Regions from separate parts of the Mus musculus genome. Here regions 2, 3, 4 and 5 are each linked to region 1. Evidence: chromatin contacts called from public HiChIP or PLAC-seq and promoter capture Hi-C data. All regions are on one chromosome and are shown on one strand. The core of a region is the stretch at or near the end of the contact, and the rest is flanking DNA. Distances in the headings are between cores, read along the strand shown.

What was found. Promoter capture Hi-C pulls out the DNA fragments that hold promoters and counts their contacts. HiChIP or PLAC-seq counts read pairs in DNA pulled down with a chosen protein or histone mark.
Region 2: a promoter capture Hi-C map of the HPC-7 cell line shows a contact between it and region 1. The contact joins the enhancer-like site here to the promoter of Selenos in region 1. A contact is called at or near these places in 14 of 39 promoter capture datasets (the C10 cell line, the HPC-7 cell line, HPC-7-derived erythroid cells and 11 more), 1 of 15 datasets of contacts at CTCF or cohesin (pro-B cells), 22 of 115 datasets of contacts at active chromatin or transcription factors (the 230-238 cell line, bone marrow-derived macrophages, cardiomyocytes and 13 more) and 1 of 9 other capture datasets (embryonic stem cells).
Region 3: an HNF4G HiChIP or PLAC-seq map of pancreatic cancer cells shows a contact between it and region 1. The contact joins the enhancer-like site here to the promoter of Selenos in region 1. A contact is called at or near these places in 12 of 39 promoter capture datasets (the HPC-7 cell line, cranial neural crest, embryonic stem cells and 6 more), 1 of 484 Hi-C or Micro-C datasets (embryonic stem cells), 23 of 115 datasets of contacts at active chromatin or transcription factors (the NIH/3T3 cell line, acute myeloid leukemia, bone marrow-derived macrophages and 13 more) and 1 of 9 other capture datasets (pancreatic islet).
Region 4: an H3K4me3 HiChIP or PLAC-seq map of bone marrow-derived macrophages shows a contact between it and region 1, with 5 times the contacts expected there. The contact joins the enhancer-like site here to the promoter of Selenos in region 1. A contact is called at or near these places in 7 of 39 promoter capture datasets (the C10 cell line, the HPC-7 cell line, cranial neural crest and 4 more), 2 of 484 Hi-C or Micro-C datasets (bone marrow-derived macrophages and nephron progenitors), 9 of 115 datasets of contacts at active chromatin or transcription factors (CD8 T cells, bone marrow-derived dendritic cells, bone marrow-derived macrophages and 5 more) and 4 of 9 other capture datasets (adipose tissue, embryonic stem cells, liver and 1 more).
Region 5: a contact with region 1 is called in a FOXA1 HiChIP or PLAC-seq map of pancreatic cancer cells. The contact joins the enhancer-like site here to the promoter of Selenos in region 1. A contact is called at or near these places in 5 of 39 promoter capture datasets (the C10 cell line, the HPC-7 cell line, hematopoietic stem and progenitor cells and 2 more), 1 of 15 datasets of contacts at CTCF or cohesin (pro-B cells), 2 of 484 Hi-C or Micro-C datasets (bone marrow-derived macrophages and retina), 11 of 115 datasets of contacts at active chromatin or transcription factors (the 230-238 cell line, acute myeloid leukemia, bone marrow-derived macrophages and 6 more) and 2 of 9 other capture datasets (adipose tissue and liver).

The regions. Positions count from the first base shown.
Region 1 is chr7:66,077,479-66,082,465 of GRCm38.p6, reverse strand. It overlaps Selenos (selenoprotein S), which reads right to left and starts at 2,817. Exons shown (of 6, transcript NM_024439.3): 1 at 2,677-2,817; 2 at 2,000-2,134. The coding sequence starts at 2,752.
Region 2 is chr7:65,711,589-65,716,575 of GRCm38.p6, reverse strand. No RefSeq gene overlaps it. Among named protein-coding and RNA genes, the nearest start is that of Gm33234, 21 kb to the right of the region's middle. Within about 2 kb of position 2,560, at least 24 of the 459 cell types and tissues checked have an H3K27ac peak or open chromatin away from gene starts, as enhancers often do. A contact at or near this core is called in the HPC-7 cell line, where this site is marked.
Region 3 is chr7:65,764,198-65,769,184 of GRCm38.p6, reverse strand. No RefSeq gene overlaps it. Among named protein-coding and RNA genes, the nearest start is that of Gm51485, 36 kb to the left of the region's middle. Within about 2 kb of position 2,719, at least 15 of the 459 cell types and tissues checked have an H3K27ac peak or open chromatin away from gene starts, as enhancers often do. A contact at or near this core is called in pancreatic cancer cells and trophoblast stem cells, where this site is marked.
Region 4 is chr7:66,367,155-66,372,141 of GRCm38.p6, reverse strand. All of the region lies in intron 2 of Lrrk1 (leucine-rich repeat kinase 1), which reads left to right. Among named protein-coding and RNA genes, the nearest start is that of Mir7057, 12 kb to the left of the region's middle. Within about 2 kb of position 2,856, at least 99 of the 459 cell types and tissues checked have an H3K27ac peak or open chromatin away from gene starts, as enhancers often do. A contact at or near this core is called in adipose tissue, bone marrow-derived dendritic cells, bone marrow-derived macrophages and 4 more, where this site is marked.
Region 5 is chr7:66,336,819-66,341,805 of GRCm38.p6, reverse strand. The region is part of intron 3 of Lrrk1 (leucine-rich repeat kinase 1); the gene reads left to right. Among named protein-coding and RNA genes, the nearest start is that of Mir7057, 42 kb to the left of the region's middle. Within about 2 kb of position 1,990, at least 74 of the 459 cell types and tissues checked have an H3K27ac peak or open chromatin away from gene starts, as enhancers often do. A contact at or near this core is called in adipose tissue, pancreatic cancer cells and trophoblast stem cells, where this site is marked.

The DNA.
Region 1 (4,987 bases), core at 1,568-4,067:
TTTTCTACCTAGTTGTAAATCCACCCATCTCAGTACTGCAGTAATCAGTTGAATGGTAATCTATATTTAAGTTATACTGCAATATAAAACAGTGTTTCTTTAGGATACACACACAGGAGTGAAGCTTCTACACAGAATGGCTGCCCTTTGAGCTTTCTCTAAACAACCAAATGGTAAGTGGAAATCAGGTCTGATGAGGTCAGGGAAAAATCAAAATGGAGTGCGTGTAAAACCTAACACTGGAGATGGGGGGAGGTGTGGCACAGTAACTGGAAGAAGGAAGGAAGGAAGGAAGGAAGGAAGGAAGGAAGGAAGGAAGGGAGGGAGGAAGGAAGGGAGGGAGGGAGGGATGGAGGGACAGACAGACCCTAACACTGAGTTTCTGGTCACTCACAATAATTCTAGAGAGGTTCACTGGGGGGTGTCGCTGGAGCACAAAGAAAAGGGTGACATTTTCATTTTAATCCTCTGTAAATTAAGACCCACTAACTGGCCCAGCCACAGCTAATGGGAACAGTGAAAGTCACAAAGCCAGCACAGCTGCTTGACCGCTATCTATCAAAGCTGAGCAGAGCGATACAATCGCTGTCACATGGTCTTCCACTTCTGGTCTTGATCTCCATGTGTTGCATGCTTGGGGACTTTTAATATTTGTACAACTTGGGGATTGATGGGAAGCGTATGACTCTCTTATGCCTTCTCCCAAGAGGACAGCTTCTAAGCGTTCCTAGGGGAGTCCTAAGCATACCACTCACCCCACTTTTAGGGAGACATCCTTATCTGGCTCTACTTGAGGGTCTTCCTTAGGCCCGGAGGTTGTGTCTCAAATAAAGACACCAGAGATCTCCTTGTGAGGCTCAGGCTCCAAGATATCCTTGGATCACGCACTCGCCTCTCCATTTACTCAGGCACAAGATAATTAGAACAAGGTAAACTTAAAAGAGAAATAAGACTCAGCAGGCTGGAGAGGTTGGCAGCCGATCAATCAGGTTAAAGCCTCTTCCTCCTGTCACTCAGGGGAATACGTGGCATATATAACATTGGGGGGGGCACATATGGAATGCCCCTCCAGGAAAAAGATACAACAACAAAGTTAAACCGGCTTGAGTTATCTCTGCCCTACACGGGGGCTTATCCTGATGGACAAAGGATGGTGTGGATAAATGATAGAAGAATGAGGGATTAAGACCTCCCTTGGAAAAATTAGTCTATGCAGGACCACTGTGATGTCCTATGGCCAAGGAACAAAAGAATACCAAGTTCAGACCTAAAAATAAATTCCACAAAGATAAAAACATTGTATTACATCCAAAATTGAATAATAACTGTAGCAGTTCTGGCCTGAAGATTTTCCTTGGGCCTAATGACAATTAGCACTCTAACCATCAAAAGTTGATTAAATAAACTGCTAATCTACTGCCATAGGACATGACAACCTACCCAGGCTGGCTTGGAGATTTTCTGTCTAGTGCCTTTGAAACCATAAGAGCTACCAGCCTGAGAATGGACTGTCATGCTTTGGCAAAATATGCCTCTAGATTCTTTAAAAAAATGGGCTACGGGGTTGATGAGGGAAAATGATTGTAAAAGATAACTCTGCTCTGTCACGGTTTATCAATGATGGCTAAACTTATGACTACGAGGAAGCTAAAATACATCTGGGGACAAAAATATGATCTATGAATCCATCCCTGTCTACGGAGTGCTGTATAAAGCAGCACCCCACTTCCAGTCAGTCAGGTGGCAAGATTCCCAGGACCCCAATGCCTGATCCCCCCACCCCCACCCCCGCCCCTTGACACTTCTTGTTTCCTCCACAAGACCTGGCCATCTCCAGGGACTGGTCCCCATGCACCGAACAAGATGTGCATTGAGTATGCTATACACCATCACGGAGTCTTTGCATCTCAATAAAAATCTTTCAAACCTCAAAGGCATGTCTTGCCACCACCCACTAAGTAAATGACAGGCGCCTTCATTTCTACCACATGGCACTAACCCAGAACAGTCTCGGCTTGGTCCAGCTGTCTCTGCCTCAAAGCCCTCAGTCGAAGGGAGAGCCTCTGGATGACAATGTAGAGTAGGATGCAGCTGAAGAGGATGTACCAGCCATAGCTGGCCAGCAGGGAGCCCACTGGGGGGAAAAAAAAAAAAAAGAGAAAGAAACCAGTTTCAGAAATGGTAATAGCATTTTTTTCAATAATACTCTACAAAAATAGTCATAGCTTCTTCTTTCAGAACCTTCACAGTCTAGCTGGAAATGGACTCCTAAGAAGCGAATCGCTGGGTACAGAAACTTCTCAACTACAAGGGGACTCGGGAGTAGCCCGGAGGGTGCAGAGCCCAGCAGCTAGGTTCTGAAGGACTAAAGGGGACGTGTCTATCTGATTCAGGAAAGCAAAGGCCATCCAGACTCCGTGAGTTACACTTTGTTAAGGAGTGAGACAACAGTGTGTTAGTGTCGGGTAGAGTGAAACGCCGGGCGGAGGACTCCACTGCAAAAGGAAAATGTTAAAGGGACTCCCGTGAGCCAAGTCCGCGAGCGCCCGCCCAGCTAGGGCGACTTCGAGAAAGGTGAGCTCCGGCCCAACAAGCAGGCTCGGCCAGTCCGCGGCGTTAACGCCAAGCCTCCTGGAGGCCGACCCACCGAGCATGGCGGCGCCCGCCGCCCCTGACCTGTCACGTGCAGGAATCGCAGGCTCTCGGTCTCCAGCGCCGGCCTCGCGGACAGAGGTTCCTCATCGCGATCCATGGCGGCCACCGCCACCGCCACCAACGACAAGCCCGCTGCTCCTCTCTGCTCTGCGCTTCCGGTTCGGCCCTATGTACACGTGGCGCTCACTGCCGTGGCGGTACTGACCTATCGTGGCTCGACCTACCTCGACGCTCGACCAATCACAGGGGGGGTGTGACCAGAGGGCGGGGCTGAAAGATGCCCAGGCGGAAGCGCGTTTGACTTTCAGGGAGGAGCTCGCAGCTCAACTCGGCATAGCTCGGATAACCGATCTTGTATTTGATACTGATTGGACATTGAGGCTCAAGAGATTTGAAACCTCCTGGAGATGAGATTTGAGTCCCGCCCTTGTCACCGGGCCCTAAAGGTTTGCAGCATAGATTCCCCTCCCCTAACGTGCGGAAAGCGATCTACTTAGAATTCCTTTCTTCTGATCCACTGTCTCAAGGGAAGGAATTAATGTAGTAATGACTTCAACTTAGGCTCTTATGTGTTACATTACCACAGTTTTTGTAATGGTTCTCTGCAACATACTAGGAAGGCAATAAAGGAGATAGCTGCGATTTGAAAAGGAACTGATGGAATCAAGTTTCCATAGATTAATGGGATTAAGAAGGTGAGAACTCTGTGGTGTTTAAAGGTGGGATCCTTTGGGAAACTACTATATGAGGTCAATGTGGGTGTCCCCAGAGAAAAAGAGACTAGATTTCTGTGCACCCCACCGTGAGATGACTCAGCCTGAGGAGCCTGATGGAATCTATACGGTGCTGTACCAAGCTTGAGGACTTTGAATCTCCAAAATGGAAATAAAACTCACTGTGTCATAAAAACTAGTCTGTTAAGGATCTTCTAATTCAGCGACTCCATCTGGGGACATGGGAGAGAAAAGCCTGGAGTCACTTCACATTATCAACCACCTTGAAAATAGACTTTGATGACTGGATATGAAGCTAAGAATATGAAGATAGCCATGAATTTGCTGATTTTTTTTTTCAGACACAACATGGCTTTTTTAAAAAATTGCTAAATTTTTAAAGTTTTATGATTTTAATAGTTTTCTCAGTGGTAAAAAAGGATCAGTTTAATTTTTTTTTCTTTTTTGGTACCGATGACTGCCACCCCACCTCTGAGGCCAGTTTGAACCCTCTCTCTTTGCTTAAGGTGATTTCTCACATCATACAGAGCAAGTGAAACATCTGGTTACGAGAGAGGAGGTTGCTCATTTGCCTGTTGATCCAGTCCCTTAACATCTGCAATCATGATGATGAAATAAGTAATGTTTAGTTTCATTAAAAGACAAGGTGGAGGGGAAATGTTGGCACACACCTTCAACCCCAGCACTCAGCAGGCAGACACAGGTGAGTCTCTGAATTTGACGCTCAGGACAGTGAGGGCTACACAGAGAAACCTTGCCTTAAAAGCCTTTAATCCCCGCACACTGGTTAAGAGGGGTTAGTTTCATTAAAAGAGGAGGTGCTGGCTCACTCCTTTAATCTCAGCACTCAGGAGGCAGAGGATGGCTGATCCCTGAGTTAGAGGCCAGCTCTGTTTACAGGGTGAGTTCCAGCCAGGGCTACACAGAGAAACCCTGTCTTAAAAAACCAAAACCATGCCTTTAATCCCAGCACTTGGGAGGCAGAGGCAGGCAAATTTCTGAGTTCAAGGCCAACCTGATCTACAGAGTGAATTCCAGGACAACCAGGACTACAGAGAAACCCTATCTTGAAAAAAACCAAAAACCCAAAACCAATAAAAAGGGAGGTGAATGGATAGGATCAAAGTACATGATACACAGATAAAACAGTGTAATAATGAAATCATTATTTTACATAGTCTTAGCCAAGGAATCTCTTCCGCTTGGAACTTTGCAATCTAACATGGAAACTAGCAATTCAGAAAGATAACATGTTAAAACATACAAAGTAGGAGTAGGATTGTATCTCAATTGGCCAGGTGCTTCCTTGCCTAGCACGTACAGAATCCTAGGTGTAAGGTCCCCCACTGCAAACCCGAGTATGTGGCAAATGTCTCTCATCCCAGCATTTGTGAGATGGTGGTAAGAGGATCAGGAATTCAGAGTCATCTTTGGTGTCAACAGGAAGGCCACACTTGGCAGTGTAAGCCTGCCTCAAAAAACAAAACCAAAACCATGGGAGACAAAGGCAGGCATATCTCTGTAGTTAGCCCCCTCTCCAAACAGCAAAGCCAAATTTAAAAATAGACACACACACCCAACAATAACTTTGTTTACAA
Region 2 (4,987 bases), core at 1,311-3,810, 370 kb after region 1:
GTTAGCATGATCATGGTGTCTGTTCAGAGCAATGGGAGCCCTAACTAAGACAAGAGGTTAATTGAGTTTGTAATTTCGGAGGCTGGAAAGCCTAAGAGTGTGGTACCCATACCTCTTACGTGTCTGGTGAGCATGCTGAACCATCACATGATGGAAGGCATCACATGGTAAGATAGAGCACGGTTGCTAGCTCACGTACCTCTTCCTCTTCCGGCAAAGCCACTGGTCCCATCATGAAACCCAGCCCTCATGAACCTCCAGAGTTACCTCCTAAAGGCCCTACTTCTGAATACATCAACAAATGAACTTAAAGGTTAAGTTTCCAATGCACAAACTTTGGGGACACTTATAGACCAGCAGATGTGTTCTTAGCTGTCTTGAGTCTGTGGGCTGCAGCAGGTGATATAGTTAAGACTCCCGAGTCATGCATACTGGGATCCTGATATGGAAATCATGAGCATAGCTGATACTCGGTATTAGTAACTGTCTTTGTCGCTGTGCCAGGATACCTGATGAACGCAACATAAGGAGGTGAGAGTTTGTGTTGGCTCATGGCATGCAGTACATCCTATGGGGCAGAGGAGGCATGGTGGGAGCATGAGGAATACTGATGCTTACAAAAGGAAAAATGGGGTACACTCCCTCACATTCATGCCCAAGAAGTCTGTCTTCCAGGAGGTTCTGCACCCTGTCATGTAGATAATCAATATTAACCCCCCTGGGTCCCTTGAGGCACTGTCTGTGGCTAATGAGTTAGAGTATAAGATCCAGGAACTTCATCAGGCCCATCAGTGAGCTGAATGTTGCCTATCTAGACAGAGTGTTGGAGAACCCTGCTATTAAGGTCGCCATCCCCTATGACCAGATGGGTTCCCCCATGACCAGATGGCTCTCTGAGCTTGGTGCAAAAAACAGAGGACACCCTTTGTCAGCCTGACTTTGTCCGGATAGTGTCCCTGAACACAGGTGCCTGGCCTTATCTGAAAAATGACCTTACGCAGAGTGACTTCATGTAGCACTTGATCTAGCTTGCTATCTATCTACATGATAATTAGCCACTGTATTAAGGCCTGTTAGCCCTTCCCACTGCACAGGTCCACTGCACAGGTCCACTGCACAGGATGAAGTTCTTGTATACCCTATTCCTGGAACAATAAAGTTGAGCTGTCTCTCTAAAACTAATCCTAGAAGTTAATCCATTGATACTCACAGCCATGTCACTGAACCCGCCCCAATTGGTTCCAATTGGAGCCATCTTCTCCCTTTGTCCTTGAGGGACATGGCCAACAGTAGCTGAGGAGAAGGGAGACCACACAGAAGGGCAGAGGAGGCCCTCCTTAAAGCCAGCTCACAAGGCTGTCCTCTCCATGGATTGCTTCTTGAAGATAACACTGCAAACATGGAAGGCAGACAGAGAAAAGAACTCTTATGTCCAAACTTTAACAGGCATCCTGGGACAGTTTCTGAAGACAAGGCTTCCGGACATTGCTGTCTTGACAACCGCTGATGCACTCAGGGATTTGTCTTGGTCCAAGCCAGGGCTTTGTTCAGAGAAAACATTAGCTTGCTCCATACTTCCACAAAACAATTCTTTTTTGTTTGTTTGTTTTTGTTTTTGTTTTGTTTTGTTTTTTTTTAAAAACATCTCTTCATCTCTGTTCCCTCATTAACTTCTATTTATTTGTTTGTTTGTTTATTTATTTATTTATTATATGTAAGTACACTGTAGCTGTCTTCAGACACTCCAGAAGAGGGAGTGTCAGATCTTGTTACAGATGGTTGTGAACCACCATGTGGTTGCTGGGATTTGAACTCTGGACCTTCGGAAGAGCAGTCGGGTGCTCTTACCCACTGAGCCATCTCACCAGCCCCCACAAAACAATTCTAACTCATACGATTGATATTATAGTGGAGAGATTGACTCCAGGAATACCCCCCACACCCACACACACTCACAGAATGTCAAGTGTCTTACATAAGTGATGACATGTTTGCATGTAATCCATCACACATTTCATGATTGTTTATGATACCGACATGATGTGTCATGCCTCATCACTTACAGTTGGCATCTCAGTGACCCAGTTACATTTGAGTCATCATGTTCCTGTGAGAAACCGCTTCCTCATTCAGATAAACTCACTGGCTCGCTGAAGTAGATGTGTGTGGGGGGGAATCATTACTTTGGTCTATTGCCAGTCCTTATTGGGCATAAACAGACATTTTTTTGTCATATCTCCCAGAAAAAATGTCACAACAGAACTCAAAAGGGGGCGGGAGGGAAGGAGAGAGAGACAGACAGACAGACAGACAGAGAGAGAGAGAGAGAGAGAGATTGATTCTGAACAGGCTCCGAGACAAACATCTTCTCTATCTCTTAAAAATTGATTATAACAAATTGTATTTTCTGAAAATGGCCACTATGATAGCTCTCGTTTTGTAGTGGGTTTTCTTAAAGCTTTTTATTTCCCTCATTAAGAGCTAGAGTTTCTCTCTTTACCCTAAACACAGCAGAGCTTTGTCACTGGATCAGTCAATGGCCAGTTGTGTGACTGCTCATGTGTGACTCCTGGGCTAGAGTTGAGACACGCAACACAGCTGCCACCTAGCTGACAGCATTAGCCCACCTCCTACTCTGACGAAAAGCATCTGAGGTGAGTGCTAAGAAAAAGGGGAGCCAAGCAAACATTTGGTTCATGTGTCTACAAGTTCAAGAGCATAGTACTGCAACTGGCTTGGCTCTGATGGGGACGTCATGGTCGATGGCACCCTGGGCACATATGCAAAGGGAGGGATCATGGTGGTAAAGTTGAGAGTGGCTCATCCTGCCAAAGACAGCACCCCTGTAACCTAAACAAATCCCACTGCACCCCTGTAACCAAGTCCCACTGGTCTCCGCCTCTTGAGAACCACCTTTTAACATCTGCACACGGAGATCAAGCTTCCCACACACGAACCTTTAAAGGGCCAAAGCACAACCGCACTAGGGCTGAGCCAAACCAGAGCCACGTGAGGAGACCAATGCAGAGGCGCCTCCAGGCACAGGACTAACAAGTCTTCCAATGCCTGCGGTCCCAGCCTCTGAGTCTCCCTGCTCTGAGGGGCCATGCAGCAGAGATAAACCATTCTCCTGTGCTTAGCCAAATGCCCAGTCCACAGGAATCTTTGAAAATAAGGCACTGTTTTAAACCACAAAGATTGGAGGTAACTTGCTGCATACCCATAGCAATTGGAGCATTAGGTAATCATAAAATTGTCTGATTTTACATTTACACTTCAGCACTAATCAGCTAAGATAAGCAGATCTAATACACATGTGGTTTTTTTTTAACATGTTCTCTTAAGAACCTATAGGACCTACTGCCTTGGTTGGCTGCAGAGACCTCATATACATTTAAATGGGACTATTTGAGAATTTCCGAGCAAACAGATCATACGCTATTCCTGAAATTTCTTTTAAGGGGATAATCTTTCTTAAGCTCCTGCTGACGACCTTGTGGCAGGTTAGCCACAGCCTAAAACCAACCAAACAAACACAAAACCTTAAATAAAATACAGTAGCTCAATCTAGAAAAGCGGTTCTCAACCTGTGGGCCACGGCCCTTCTGGGGGTAGTCCAGCTCTTTCACAGGGGTCCCCTAAGACCATCAGAAAATGCAGACACTTACATTGTGATTCATAACAGTAGCAGAAGTACAGTTATGAAGTAGCAACAAAAATAATTTTATGATTGGGGCACAACATGAGGAACTGTACTAAAGGGTCACTGCACTAGGAAGGTTGAGAACCACTGGCTTAGAACAATATAATTGAAGAAAAACTAGTCAGTACAATGCTCCTGGTAGATCTGCAGACAAGTTTCAGTGGCAGTAGCTTTGATTTGCAACCTTTCATTCTTGCTCTCGTCCATGCAGAACAGGGAACGCTGCAGAGATCAGTGAGAAAAATGAGCAGACGACACCGGGATTATCATTTTTGGTTTTGATCTAGCAGAGATCTGAGGCTGTAAGCTGTCAAGGAAGCTGAATTCCGTGTGGATCTGGCTCGACAGCGAAACTGGATTTCAGCCCTCTGGCAGGGCACAGGAGACTCGTGTGGCTGCCGTGAGGTATGAGGGCATTATATAAATCTTAGCAGGTAATGGGAATCGAGTCTGGGCTGGGATGCAAGGGTGGAGCAGGACAGAAGCAGGCCTGGAGAAGTCCGTATTCACTTTGGGGGTACTAGCAGGAAGTGTCTACAGCAGAAGACCAAGGAGTTCCCAACTACACAGGTCCTAAGCACGCATCTACAGCAATACTATCCCTCCCCGATTATATGCTGCAACCCCCCACCCATAGAACCCCCACCCTTTGCTTCTGAGGAAGAAGGAGCCTCTAGCAACAAGCACACACGGAAAGATCCGAACAACAGAGGACTACAATCAAACACCTCTCACTTCAGAGGGAAAGAAAGACAGGAGACCACACAGCAGGATCACACACCAACCAAGCAGAGGCTACAGCAGGTAGGCAGGGAATCCCTGTCCAGGAGCCTCTACAGACACAAGGCAGAAGCTAGCTGCAATGGGAGGGAGAAGAGGCAGAGTCTAGGAAGCCCCACACTGGGGTTTAGGGTCTGAGATTCAGGCTGGACCCGAACAGCAGAGAAAACCAGCCCTGCTGTATGACACTCAGCCACAGGGAAACGTGATGCCCTGAAGAAGAGGTAAGGATACAAAAACGGTCCTCTGTGACACAGGCATGTGGAAGCTCTGCGGAAAACCTTACCTCCCTGTCTCGTCCCCAACTTAGAGCAGGAGCTTCCCCTGTTCGCATTCCTTCTACACTCTGCTCAAGAGTTACCCAGCAATAGCCAGGTAGGCCTGGCTTGCTATACAAGGGACTGTTAGGCCTCTCCCTCTCTCTTATTCTCTCTGACTCCCTTTTTCCCCTGTCCCCTTTTCTCCCTCTCTCCCTTCCCCCTTCCCCCACCTCCATATATGTTT
Region 3 (4,987 bases), core at 1,470-3,969, 310 kb after region 1:
GCTCGTCATCCAAGGAGATCTCACTGAGCCCATTTGCACACAGGGCCTGGTGTTCAGGTTCTCTTCTCTTCTTTCTTCAGTGCTGGGGTCTAAACCAACACCCTTTTACACGCTAGGCTAATGATCTACTATTAAACCAGTGTGGTTCTCAGCCTGTGGGTTGTGACCCCTTTGGGGGCTCAAATGACCCTTTTACAGGGTCAAATATCAAGTATTCCACATATCAGATTTTTACATTATGACTGATAACAGTAGCAAAAATACAGTTATGAAGCAGCAATGAAATAACTTTATGGTTGGGGAATCACCACAATGTGAGAAACTGTATTAAAGGGTCACAGCAGTAGGAAGGTTGACACTCACTACTCTAGGATATAATCTCAGACCCCAGTCTAGGTCTTAATTAAGAAAAATCAATTGGAATTCCAGGAACAGGCAATAATGGAGTATTTCATGTGCTAACAAGGAGGCCCAAGTATCAGAAAGAACAGAGGTGGGCATGGCTAGCGTGGGTAAAAGTTCCCTACGGATACTCAGAATGCGAGTATTTTAAAAGTATTTATTTTTATTTTTCATTATGTGAATGTTTCCATGTCTGTGTAAGGGTAACATGCATATGAGTGCATTGGATCCCTGGAGCAGGAATTAGGAGCCGTTACAAGCTGACTGATGTGGGTGCTGGGAATTGAACTCAGATCCTCTGGAAAAGCCATGCATGCTGTTAACCATGGATGGATGTTTGACCCGGTGAGCTTTAAAAAGATTGCTTCACCAATTCCCATGGAGAGTGTTGGCATTGGTGCATCTGCATACACCTCCCCAGTGACCATGGTGGGGAAGAACAAGATGGCCGTTCTCACTCACTGTGTGCAGTACACAGAAGCAGCTTGGCAGCTCGCCGTAGCGAGACAGGTTTATGTGGGAATCTGCAAACACCTCAGCCTCCCACTCACTTGAGGCCTCTCCTGCTCTCTAGATGGGGGAGTGATACTCTTAGAGTGTCTTTTGGGAAAACCCTTTATAAAACCTTGTGATGTGACTTTCAGGGCAGGTCCCCTAACTCTGGCATCTGTGCGTTGAGCAGATGGCATTTTGAGTGACCTTGATCCTTTAGGGGTCTGGCCCCTTTCCTTTGGGGATTATGACAATAGGTTTCTTAAAACTACATCAAAGAAGGCATTGGTCTTGGTCAGAGCTGGTGTGTGTGTGTGTTTATAAGTGTGTGTGTGAGTGCGCGTGCACGTATGCCCATCCTTTTAGATTTTGTTGCAAAGTCTTTGGCATGTGCAGTGAGACAAAAAGCCTGCTTCTCCAGATCACACTCTGGTGACACTCGAGAGAAACCTTCCTAGGGACTATTTTCCAACAGGCTCACCAAGGTCAGGCCACTGCCAACTGTTGTTGCAGTGTTTCCTGGAGCCTTCGAACGTTGGCTGAGCCCTTAACACCAAGGACAACAACGCAGAACACATCCCACATTACTAAAAGAACATAAGGAACTAGCTTCAGGAAAGCACTCTCAGGCTTGCTGACAAGTCTAAACTGGTTTTTTGCAACCCCTAACCCAATGAAACCAGCCAGTCATCAGCAGAGGATGCCGAGAGGCCCAAGCTCACTGGAGAACAGTTATAGGTCTGCCCCCAGCAGGGCTGAGAGTTGTGTCTGAAACCAAGTGTCCTGAGGACAGGACGTGAGGACATCATTAGATCTCTACTGCCTGCAGAAAGACAGAGGAGAACATGGGATTCCTGTGAGTTCTCCCTGCTGTGCATTGAGTTAGTAGTTCCTGCTGAAAATTCTCAGCTGCCGCTAGCCAGTGGAAATGGTTAGACAGTATGGCACCTGCATCCTCCTTCGAAACATCCCAGGTCAGGGCCCGACAGGAACAACCACAGGGCCAGGAAGGAGACCAGAGACCAGATGGCCTACATTCTCAACATCCTGTGTAGCACGCATGGGCAGCTTAAAAGAGCTTGAAGATTCACTGTGTGATGCCTCATACTGTCAACTCAATGTGATCTAAAACCAGCCAGGAGACATGCCTCTGGACATGCCTATGTGGGAGTCTCTAGATTAAGTTAATTGAGGTGGAAAGACCTTGGGTGTAGCTGGCACCATTCTCTGGCCAGAGGTTTTAGACTGAATAAGAGCCAGCTCTGAGCTAGCATTTCTTCTTTTCAGCTTCCTGTCAGTGGAAGCAAAGTGAGCAGCTGGGTGTCCCAAGCTTTGTCACCTTGTCACCGTGACTCACCCACCACTGTGGACCTGAACTACAAAGGCACAGCAAACCCTTCCTGAAGCTGATGCTGCCAGGCATTGTCCCAGCAGTGCAGAAAGTGACTAATGTGTCCTGTCATGAGGTGGTCTGCTAGGATGGGGGTGGGGAGAGCAGGTCCTGCAGAAGTCTCAGAGCAGTGAGGGGGAGGTGTCAGTCAAGGTCCTAGAAATCTAGCCTGGAAGAGACTTTTTAGAGAATTAACATATTGAGATAAATACTATATTAAGTAAAACTCATCCTTGTTGGGTGTTGCGTTTAATGATCTCTGGATCATTTGCATAGCTCGGTGACACTCACGTGGAATGCCTTAGGCTTGATTCCTGGAACCCCCCAAAATAAAAGGGATTTCCATTTAATGAGTCTTGCATAGCCCTTTAACCACTACCACAACCCAGATACAAAACAGTGATGTCACCTGTCCTAATTTGACCTGTCCTCCTGCAGCCACGCCCTGTCCTTGGCTACCACGATGACCTCTGTCCTCACAGTCTAGCCTTCTCTGGAGTCTTGTGTAAATGGAATCATGTGGGACCTGGGTTTTGGCTCTGGCTTCTTCCTATCAGAATAACCCTTTTCATGTTCTTCCTTGTTGTTGTGAACCCCAGTAATAAACCCCAGCAGTTTATTACTGCTAGGTAACAGTGGAGCGTTCCATGTTGTGGCAGTGTTGCCCTATAAGGATATGTCACTGACTGTCATCCACCCACTGGCTGAAGGACATTTTGATGATCTCTGCTGGAGGGGATGGTGACTAAATAAAGTCACCAGATGTATTCACACAGGTATCGGTGGATATATGTCATTGCTTTTCTTAAAAGTGGGCATGCTGGATCACAGAGTGAGTAGGTATGTGTTCAACATTGTGAAGTCTTCCCATAGAGCCTGAGCATTTTGCATTGAAGTGTGGGATCCTGATTCTTTAAGTTCTCACTGGTGACATAGCCCCCGGTGTTAGTCATTCTCATGCCCGAGTAGTGGCATCTTGTGAGGGATTCATTTACAGTTCCCTAGTGTTGGCTCTCTGTCCATTGATGTACAGATTCCATGCCATCTTCATCAAAATTTCAAGACAACTCTTCAGAGAAACAGAAAAGATTATCTTAAAATTCACATCACAACACAAAGACCAAACCAACCCCCCCCCCAAAAAAAAAAAACCCTACTAGAGATCTCACTGTCCTTGGCATCCAGTGGTGCTACAGAGCTTGACAGTAAAAGATCAACATGGTACTGGCATAAAAATAAACACGGCAATCCATGGAACAGACATGAATGGGCACTCCTCCAGTCACATGACTGCTGATAAGAGACCAACAGTATGGACTAGAGAAAAGAGCTCTCAGCCAGGCTTCATGTTCACAGCTCCATTAAATGGCCTCTCAGATTCTCTTGTCTTCTTGGAGCCTTCACAAAAGGACTCCCTGTCACGTACTGCCCAGCCCCAGCAGCTCCCCGAAGCCATGAGGAAGATTTCCCAACCTGCTTTCTCCCCTGTCCTCCAAACCTTTAAAGCCAGCACCGCACTCACAGAGGTACACCCTACCCCCTTGCCGCAGCATTTGAGTAACTTGTTCTCCAGGGCAGGCAAAGGCCTTATGTTCCCTTTGACAAGTTGGGAGGTTAGCAGGTGGAAGTCTTGCCTAGAGAGAACCCTCAGCTTTACGCCATTGCTGAGCTGAAGGTCTTTCTTTCTTTCTTTCTTTCTTTCTTTCTTTCTTTCTTTCTTTCTTTCTTTTTTTATTACGTATTTTCCTCAATTACATTTCCAATGCTATCCCAAAAGTCCCCCATACCCTCCCCCCACTCCCCTACCCACCCATTCCCACTTTTTGGCCCTGGCGTTGCCTGTACTGGGGCATATAAAGTTTGTGTGTCCAATGGGCCTCTCTTTCCAGTGATGGCTGACTAGGCCATCTTTTGATACATATGCAGCTAGAGTCAAGAGCTCCGAGGTACTGGTTAGTTCATAATGTTGTTCCACCTATAGGGTTGCAGATCCCTTTAGCTCCTTGGGTACTTTCTCTAGCTCCTCCATTGGGGGCCCTGTGATCCATCCAATAGCTGACTGTGAGCATCCACTTATGTGTTTGATAGGCCCCGGCCTAGTCTCACAAGAGACAGCTATATCAGGGTCCTCTCAGCAAATGCTTGCTAATGTATGCAATGGTGTCATCGTTTGGAGGCTAATTATGGGATGGATTCCTGGATATGGCAGTCTCTAGATGGTCCATCCTTTTGTCTTTCTTAATGGCACTAATCTCCTTATCTCTTTCAGCTCAGACCTTGGCTGCAAGGTTAAGTTTGCCAGAGTTCTTTCCCTCTCCGAAGTGAACATTTTGTATTTCTTTCTGCCCCACGTGCTCTTTTTGTTGTAAACCTGCATAAAAGTGATTAGCCATTATGTGACAGAATCAATATTAGTTTTTCTGTGTAACCATGGCTGTTCTGGAACTTGTTCTAGAGATCAGGCTGGCCTTGAACTCACAGAGGTCCATCTGCCTCTGCCTCCAGAATACTGGGATTAAAGGCATGCACCACCACCATACTTCTCAGTATTAAGCAATCCTGAAATTGCCTGTGCCAAAGTAAATGAATTACTGCTTTTAAATTTAAACTCAGGCTAGTTCTTAGGACAAGGACAGAAAGCAGCCATGTGGTTTTTTTTTTTTTTAAACCCAAATATCACAGTCTCTAGCTTAGTTGCTAATA
Region 4 (4,987 bases), core at 1,607-4,106, 290 kb before region 1:
AATACAATCAGACATATCTAGAAGGCAGTTTGATGACACATCCATCCAACAAAACACTACCAATATGGTCTCCTCTAGGGTCTGTGACTTTTCTAGTGAGAGAATTATACTCTATTAGAGTACCAAGCTTGACTTCCCTCCTATGGAACAGGCCTGAGATCCAATCAAGAGAAAGGTTGGCTACCCTCATAAACAGTCATATTGCTGTTGTACCAAAGGTAGGTGCCTGGTAGGTTAGTACTGTAGAGGGAAGGAAGGGTCCAGCTATGAATAAGACCACAGACGGCTTTTTCCCCAGCAGATTAGACAGTGCCTTCCAATACTTTGAAAGCTACTCAACAAGAAGAGCTTCCTGGTAGGTTCAAGACTGATTTCTTTGCATCCTGAAGCCAAAATGTGTGGTGTCTTCAGCTGTGGGTTCCTACCATGTAGCTATGATGGGCGCCCAAGAGCAATGGCAATAACCCGTGTTGTTTCAGGTGCCTGTAAAACCTCCCTGACCAGTAACTTGTAGGGAGGCAATCCATGGCTGGCGCTGAGATTTTCTTTTAAAACACACGAGTAGATGGCATTGGCTCTTAGGTGTGGTAGACCAGAACGAAGGGGCCATGAGGAGGTAGAACAAACATGTATTGACTATACTAAAAACAACAGAGAATCCCTTTGAGAATTTATGCACTGTATGTCAAAGCCCGGTATGAACCAGGCTTGGAAAACCAGAAATGTCTTCCTAATGCTTAGAATCCAGGGAGGAATCACATCAAGCAAGAACTAATTAGCCTGATAACAATATACACTCCGTGATTGCCTAGGTTTGTCTGGCACGCTCAGCTGAGCATTCTTCTTGCTTCATCCATGCGTCTGCTCCCTCAGTGATCTTCTGTGTGACTTTCTCCTCTTTAGCACAACCTACAGTTGACAGTTCCAGAGTTCAGTGGCAGGAGCTTCTAGGCTTTCAGAAGGCTCCAGCCCAGAACTAAAGCAGCCGTACTTTGACCATCTCCTACAAGTTAAAACAAGCCAGGAAGCAAGGTCAGATTGAGCCTACATAGGAAATAGGCTCTGTTTCTGTCCAGGATAAAGGGCAACTCTTCGTATGGTATTGATTTTTACTTACTGTAAATCATTTCGAAAAGATTTAAAGTCTACAGGAGGATTGCATAGGTTCTATGTAAATACTGTATGACACTTGACACAAAAGCTGTCACATCCATGAGTTTTGCCATCCAGAAGAAGCCTGGATCCAATCCCTCCAGATGCCAAGGATTGACAGTGCCTGTCACATTCTCTAAGGAAAGACATATAATATTTTGCCTACTTAAACAGATGTGGGTGCTGGGAATTGAACTCAGGATCTCTGGAAGAGCAGCCAGAGTTCCTAACCGCTGAGCCATCTCTCTAGCCCCGACCTTCTGCTTCTTGATTTGATTTTGTCTATATAGTTTTCCAGTGTTTTAGCATAATGGCATCCGGATTCTTGCAAAAAAAAAAATTTAATTGTTACTCTCGACATAAAATTCAGAAGCTTAAAAGAAAATACAATGAAAACCTTGCCTTCCCACCTTCCCACCCACTCCCTGTCTTCTAGTTTCCTTTTCTTCCAAAGAACAGACAGATGCCCGCTTCCCCTTGCTACTTTTTAAGCTCAGAAACCACAGGTTCTGTCTACTGCACACAACTCTGTGAGTCTCTGTTCTCATCTGATTTCAGAAGCTAAGCAGGGTCGGGCCTGGCTAGTGTTTGGACAGGAGGAGCTATGCTTTCTTAAGCTTGAGTTCACAGTGGTGGCTTTCTCATCCATAAACCTTTAGCCTGTGTAACATTTTATGCTTTCTCTCCATTTAATGTTGTGTGTGTGGTGTGTGTGTGCATCACAAAATGAAAGAGACTAATGTAATAAACTCCATGGTGTCTGTCACGTGGCGTCAGCTAATTTACACTTGGCCCGTCTTGGTCTGTGAATGCTCTACCTCTCTCCAGATGCCTGGGACCTACACACAGATTTACAACTTCAGAAGTCTAAAAGCATTCAGGGCACATTACATGCATACTTTAAATTTTTTTTAAAAAATTCCATTAATATTATCTAATCGGTATTTGTGTGTGCCTCCTTTATCTATTCACTCATTTTAACTACTGTTTTTCTCCAGTTCAGCTGGCTGGTGTTGTCTCTGTGTCCTGTAGAGCAACACTGTCCTAAGACTCTTACTTTCTATTTTCTCCCTCATTTCTGTTTTCTGTGCAGTTTCATTGCTGATAAATCCACATGATCTTTGCCGGTTCCCACTGTCTGGATCTTGGCTTTGCATTCTTGTGTGGGCTGGCTTGTTTTCCTCTTCCCCACGGTTTCTTTGGACCTGGAGGGCTGGATAGATTCAGGGAGATTTGTTGGCAAGAGCACCAGGGGTCTGTGCATGTCCCTCCTACTTTGCCTCAGGAGTTAAAGAATGTCTGGTGTCTCTCTTTGATATTTAGATTTTTTTTTTCCCAGAGATTTTTTAACTGGTGTCATTATTAAGGTCCTGATGGGTTTTCCAGTGTGTACACAGTGGGAAATCCTGGCTTTGATCCCCAGTTCTTTATGAAACCAGGTGTGATAACAAATACCCATAACCCCAGCACTCAGGAATCAAAGGCAGGAAGATTAGAAGTTCAAGGTCATCTTGACTCTGCAGTGAGTTGAAGCCAACCTGGGCTACATCAGATCCTGTCTCAACAAGAGGAAAGGGTGCTCTTAGATCCTTCTTCAGGGATTAGCAGATAGGCATCTCTAGGCAGCATCTTCTCTGTGCTTCCTTTGGTGTCAGCTATGGGGGAATGTCAGGACTCTTGGCTCTTCCCTGTTTGTTTTTCTATGGTGAGTCAGCTCCTGAGTATCCTTCACAGGCAACCAATGAGGGCTTTACCCTCTCAGTATCACTATGAGCTAAATTGTTCCTCTTTGGCTAGTAGGCCCCTTTGGTTGCTTCCTCTGTGTTTGGCACAAACCATCTGTCAGAGAGTGGCCTTGCTTGCTTACCTGACAAGGTTGTACTTACCCTATCCGGGACCTGGAGCTCAACGCCTCTTCGAGAAGTCCCATTTTTCTTGGCTGGTCCCATGACTTTATTTATTTTATTTATTTTCTATTCTTTGGTGCATGCTTTGTCTTGTTCCAGCTGCTGCTCATGGTGCCTCATGATTGCTTCTCTCCCTCCCACCTCCCTCCCTCCCTCCCTCCCTCCTGCCTCCCTCAATCCATCCCACCCCTTGGCTTCCATGTCTCAATTTTGGTCAGTCTGTCTTTCCTTAAGATTTTATTTCACTACTCCTTTAATGGAGCTGACTTGGCTTTTTTTTTCCTTTCTCTTTTCTTTATATTTTATATTCTTCTTTCTTTTTCTACATTTCCCACTTCCTTTTCCAATTTCTTGCCTAGTATCCTGCCATTTCTGAGAACTTGTCTTAATTCAATTTGGGAATTATTCTCACCGATTCAATTATATTCTTAGAGTAGATTGTATTAGATAATTCTTAAAAATTTTTATTTTTATTTGATTTTTTGAGAATTTATTTATTTAATTTTATGTATATAAGTGTCTTGTCTGCATGTATGACTGTGTACCACATGCAAGTCTGGTGTCCCCAGGAGGACAGAAGAGGGTGTCAGATCCCCTGGGCCTGGAGGTATGGATAGTGGCCATCTGCCATATGAGTGCTGGGAATTGAACTCGGATCCTCCATAAGAGCAGCTAGAACTCTATCCCTGACCCATCCCTCCACGCCCACTTTTAAAATTTTTTTATTATAGACTTATTTTGATAAAAAGGAACCCACTCCTTTTTCAATCCGTGGCTCCACCTGTGCATTCAACTGAGTGTCAAAAATAAGCGTGGGAAAAAAATGACCTCTGTGTTGGCCGCTTTCAGAGCCCATGCTCGTAAGGCTTCCCATAGGACAATTATTAGCTTACACTTACGTAGTGCTGAGTGTCATCAGTAACCTGTGGATGCCACCTGCACGTGCTACATCATTTAATAAAACAGGTTGAGTACCTGCAGATATTGGTGTGGAAGGGCAATCCTGGACTCCCCTTGAGTACATGTGGGGACGGGGCAACTGTGCCCTCCGTGTCTCTTTCCTGCTTGTCTCTGCTTCCCTGCCTCTGCTACTGTAGCCTCTGCTTGACTTTCCAGATCACAGCGGTCACTCCCGCACCTTCTGCACTTTCTGTACCTCACCTGCTTCTCTACTGTCCAGCTTCTCTGGTTTTCATTTAGTTCCCTGGGTGTTTTGTTTTGTTGTTTGTTGGTTGGTTGTTTGGTTGGTTGGTTAGTTGGTTGGTTTTTCTAGCTGGTTCTGGGTAGAGACGGGTCTCTGAGATGCTGGAGAGTGGCCCTGAGACACTCCATGGGGGGGGGGGGGTTCAGGTGCTGAGTCAGCCTGTCCCCAGGATGAGGTGACATTAGCTTTCACCATGAGAGCCTAGATCTCCCTCATTCCAGTGACTAGCTTACATTTCCCCTACCCTATTTAGAGCAGTAACAAAAGGATATACTGAGAAATTCATACTCTGAGCTCAGCCAGACCCTGCCCCTCACAGACACTGTCTCTATCAGCTGCCCATACCTCCACGTGAACTCTGTCTGTACCTGTGCCATGGGTCACATCTGCCTGGCATCCTGTGAGAATATATACTGGGCTGAATACCAACTTCTCTAGCAATTTGGTTCATCTCTGGTCTTCCTCAAGGGTTGTGGCTATCTGGTTGGGTTTCAGTCTTTGTGTTTGAGACTCCCCTCATGGATTTCTGTGCAGCCTCTATCAGTCCCAACAGTCTGTAGGAAGCAGACAAGGAGACAGCAGCAGACTCCCTGTGGGGCACACCCAGAGCATGTCTCCTGAGCAGGAGCATCTATCAGGTGTGTAAGTCTTGCCTCCCACTCTGTTTCTCTAGTACAAATGGGACAGATCTCTTTGTCCCCACTGCCTGGCACAGGCTGGACTC
Region 5 (4,987 bases), core at 741-3,240, 260 kb before region 1:
GCACGACACTATCGCCTTCCGTGTCGAGCTTTGCAGGGTTGTGAATGCAGTCTGTATCTACTGATTTCATACTTTCTTCCATTATATAACAACAGCATGTGCTCAGAAATTTTTGGAAAAATCTGTTAGTAAAAGGAAAAAAAAAAAAAAAAGAACAAAAGCTAAGCCCGTCCCTAATGTGCCCAAACACTGCCTCTTCATTGACTTGATACGTTTTCTTCTAGCCTGCTGCTCAGGTGGAGTGTTGCACTTCTGATAATATACGATGAATCATGTAGGTAATATAAATACAGATCATTGATTTGCATATACTTTGTGTTTGCTTCTATTATATGCAGGGTTTTCTGCAGGACTGTAAATTCATTGCAGGCATTGCCATTGATGGCTGCATAGTATTCCCTGTAATAGAGAGGACATAACTTAAATTCAATCCACTCCTCTTGATTGGAAATTTGGCTTATTTCAAATTTCTTACCAGTAATGTACAGAATTTTTTGCCTATTTGTTTTCTTATTGTAAGGCTATTTTCTTAGCATGCGTGGGTGTCCCAAATGGAGAGTATAGGTATGCACGCTTTTGTTAGCACATTAATATAAAACAGTGAGTTTTGTTTTGACACTTTCATACATGACGTATGCCAAACCATTGGCTAAAAAGCAAACCCAAAATTACCCTCCTGCCAACAGCTCACGGGGAATAAGAATTGAATGTTACCGTGGAAACCCTTCATCAATACTTTGTTTGCATTACTTTGGTTAGCCTAGGCTTAATCATTTAATTTAATGTTAGAAATGATTCCATTTTTAAGCCTCTAGCCAATTCTCAGAAAAGTCAGAGATTGGGAGACAATGAGCACCGTGAAGAGGACATTTGATATTGCTCTGGTTATGAATTCTCGGGGCCACACCTATGTGTGCGAGATGGCCCAACTGTTGGGTCCACAAGGTGATGTAATCCCCAGTGTTCCCTGGCTGTAGGATGCTATGAAGAATTCCCAAAGCGTCAGATAACAGCTCAACACAATTTGAAAAGCTCTCCAATATAGTTTCAGTAAATAAGCCGGTAACTTCTATTAAGAAGGACGAATGGATGCAGGCATGCAGAAGAAAGTCATGTACTAGTGCATATAAAAAATAAAAACAATTAGGCGTGATTTTAAAAACTGAAGAGAAGCTGGTGGAACTGGTGTGCGTCTCAGCATTCCTCTCTCGGTGCAGCTGAGAACCCTGCACATTCCGTACACAGCAATGCTGCATGCACTGCAGTGGACATTTTCAAGTGAGAGAGAAAAGACCTGCTAGTGTGGTCAGAGCTGGGGGGGGGTGTTGCACCTCTGGGGGGTCCCTCTCACCTTCGTTGCATCCCTGATAGAACAACAAGAAGCTGGCGACTCAGAAACAAATGGACACAGACAAAGAAGCTCTAAGGGAAGGCAGAGCACTAGGCAAGGGCAGCATGAAAAAACAGTCTATAGGCAACGCCCAGCCACACCATAGCAGTGTCTGCAGCCCTTCCCCATCACACTCCTGCCAAGGCCAGGTGGAGAGGCTCTAACCCAGCCAGGCTGTAAAAGTTGTCCCAGTCATCCAAGAAGTCTGCTGGGAGCTGGGACGTTAATCAGCACTCAGGCACTAGGTGGTAATATAATAACCATCCCCCCAACATACACACACACACACACACACACACACACACACACTGCTTTCACTGGAGACCTAAGGAGCATGAAAGACCTTCCTGCCCAACAGGACCCAGGAGTCCATTCCCCTTGTCCCATCTAATTCTGAGTAGTTCCTGTTTTCCCAGGAGTGATTAATCCACACAACTGTTCACCCACCAGAGTTAGCAGAGTCCAAGCCCAGGACTTGAATAGGATCCCGTTCCTAAAATACATTTTCACTAATCACCAGATCCTAATAAACACACTCTCCTCAGGAAACAGAAAAATATCACTCAGAGAGAACAGGGCAGCCACAGTGTCCGCAGCTGGATGAGTCAGACGTTTGGAAGCTCAGACAAGACCTCTAAAACAGACCAAACACTCCTGCGAGCAAACACGAGCATGCTTAAAGCAAAAGTAAACAGCAGGAGTCACCAAAGAAGGAGTGTCATGGAGGAGCAAAGGGGGATGAAATGGAAATTTTAGAATCTCTAAAATACAATAGCTGAAGGTTTCTTTTGTAGACAGACTCAAGTCTAGAATAGAGAAGACAGAAGAAAGAATCTATACCCTGATAGATTGAGAAGGAGGGAAGGGGAGAATGAGAGGGAAGGGAAAAAGGAAGACACAGGGAGGAGGAGAGATGGGAGAAGGGGAGATGGAAAAGAAGGGGGAGAGATGGGAAGAAAGAGGGCGAGATATGGGGAGGGGAGAGGAGAGGAAGGAGAAGAGAACGAGAAAAGGGAGAGATGGGGATGGAGGAAGGAAGAAAGGAAAGGGAGGGGAGAGGGAGAGATGGAGAAGGGAAAGGGTAGAGAAGAAAGGGGAAGAGGAAGGGGGAGAGGGAGTGAGGAAGGAGCAAGAGATTGAAAGAGCCCCAGAGGAGGTAAGAATTTTAGCTGAACTCATGCTCTCAGAGTCCACAAGGAGTGGAAGGAAACGCACTGAACCCTAATTTAGGAAACTGAAAACTCCTCCAAAGCAGAGAAGACAAAGCCAGCAGAGTGGAGAAGCAAGAAGGTCCCCGACAGGAGCGATGTCAGTGACCAGTGCTCCCCACATATCATACTCAAGCCACCATAAAAACAAAAGAAACAAAACCAAAACTATTGAAAGCTCTGAAGCTCTGGGGGGAGGAGAGAGAGAGAGGGAGAGGAAGAGGGAGAAGGAGATATGTTTCCTTGGGGGGGGGGAACAATTTGAACGACATTGTCAGACACCAAGGATCCAGGGGAAGTGACACAAAGCACTAACGAAGGAGAGGGGTCAACTTAAAGCCCCATGGCCTGGAGAATACCCCTCAAGAAGGAAGAGAAAATGAATACATTCTGGAATGATGGAGATGAGAGAACTAACGTCTGGAAGGAAGGTGTCCCTAACGGAGCAGCTATACCTAAAGGACGAACCAAGCAAGGGCTGTTGGGAATTAGGAGCCTGGTGAGAACAAAGCACAAGCACACAGAATAGGCTGTTAGTTCATTCTTTGTCCCTCGAGTTGTATTTGACAGTTGAAGCAAACGGAACCATCGCTTAATACAGCTCTTAATATAGAAAGAGGGGATTTTTAAAAACAAGGCAATTATCTAATAAAGGTAAAATTTCAATGCTATCTAAACTGATTTTAAAATTACTGAAAATAGTACTTTATCGGTCTATTTTAGTAGGCTACATATCTATAATGCAATACCTGAAGCAATCATTTACAAAACTGCATATAGCCGGATATGATGGTGCATGCCTTTAATCTCAGCACTTGGGAGGAAGGCAGCAGATCTACAAAGAGGTACACATAGAGTTCCAGACTAACCGAGGATACATGGTGAGTCACTGTCTACAAACGATTAAACATTAAAACTGTCATAGCGCTATATAAAAAACAGTATAACCAAATCAAAACAAATCAAGCTGCTCACAGGGGAAAAAAATAAAAATGAAAGTAAACAAAAGCAAACACAATCACATGGCAGACTTAAATTCAACATCTAAATAATTATATTAAATATAATTGATTTAAATCCATGAGCTTAGTTCCAGAGTTTTACAGGTAGGATTTTTAAAAAGAATAAGAAATGGATATTACCTGTGAGAAACTCACTTTAAATACAATGGTGTGTGTATTAAATACAGTGTGAGTATATGCATGTGTGAGAGTGTTTGTGTGTGTGTGTATGAGTGTGTGAGTATATATGTATGTGTGAGTGTGTGTGTGAGTGTGCATGTGAGTGAGTATGTGTATGTATATGTATGCATGTGTTTGAGTGTTGTAAATGTAAGTGTGTGAGTGTACATATGTATGTGCATGTGTGTGAGTATGTTGTGTGTGTGTATTATGTGTGAAGATGTGTGATTTTGTGTGAATGTGTATGTGTTCAGAAAGTAAGTAGATGAAAATATATTAGGCCACTAAGAATTAAGCAAAAGCAAGCAGGAGTGGCTATGTACCGATCAGATAAAGTGAACTACAGAGCAAAGAGAATTACCAAGGGGGTGGGGGTGGGGTTACTAACTAATAATAAGGGATCTAGATCTCTAAGATAGCAATCTTCAATCTTTATGCATAATTTGTGATAAGAAACTGCATTCATGCTCTCCTCTGAAATAAAAAAGAATTATTATAATTATAATCAATGTATTATTCAGTAGACCACCTGATGTTCAAACCAGGGAAATAAGGTGAAGTGAAATAAACCACATGTAGATCTGAAGGGAAAATAAAAGTATCCTCACTTGCAGATGGTACAGCCTGCACAATCAGTCCGGAAAAGAAAGGACCTAGAAAAAGAAAGGAAAATAGATAAGCTGCATCTTGCCAAAATTAGAAAGTTATTCTCTAATAAACACTCTGTTTGGAGGCTAGAAAGAAAACACGCAGCCTTGGAGGAAGTATTGGCCAACTGTGTCCCTAACATCACATTCCCTCTGAAGGGTAGAACTTGGAGGAATGGACATTAGAAAGCAAACATTCCAAGCTCAGGCAAGGAGCCCTACTCCACCCAATAGGACACACACACACACTCACTCACATACACACACATACACTCACACTTGCACACACACCTACCTACGGACATACTTACAAACATACACACACTCTCACACTCATACACACACACTCACATACACACTCACACTCATACACACACACTCCTACATACTCACTCATACTTACAGACATACTTACAAACACACCCATTCACTCACAAGCATACTCTCTCACACCCACACACACACTTAGAGACATACTTAAAAACACACACACTCACATACACACACATACACTCACTGACATACACTCACTCACACTTACAGATATACTTACAAACACAC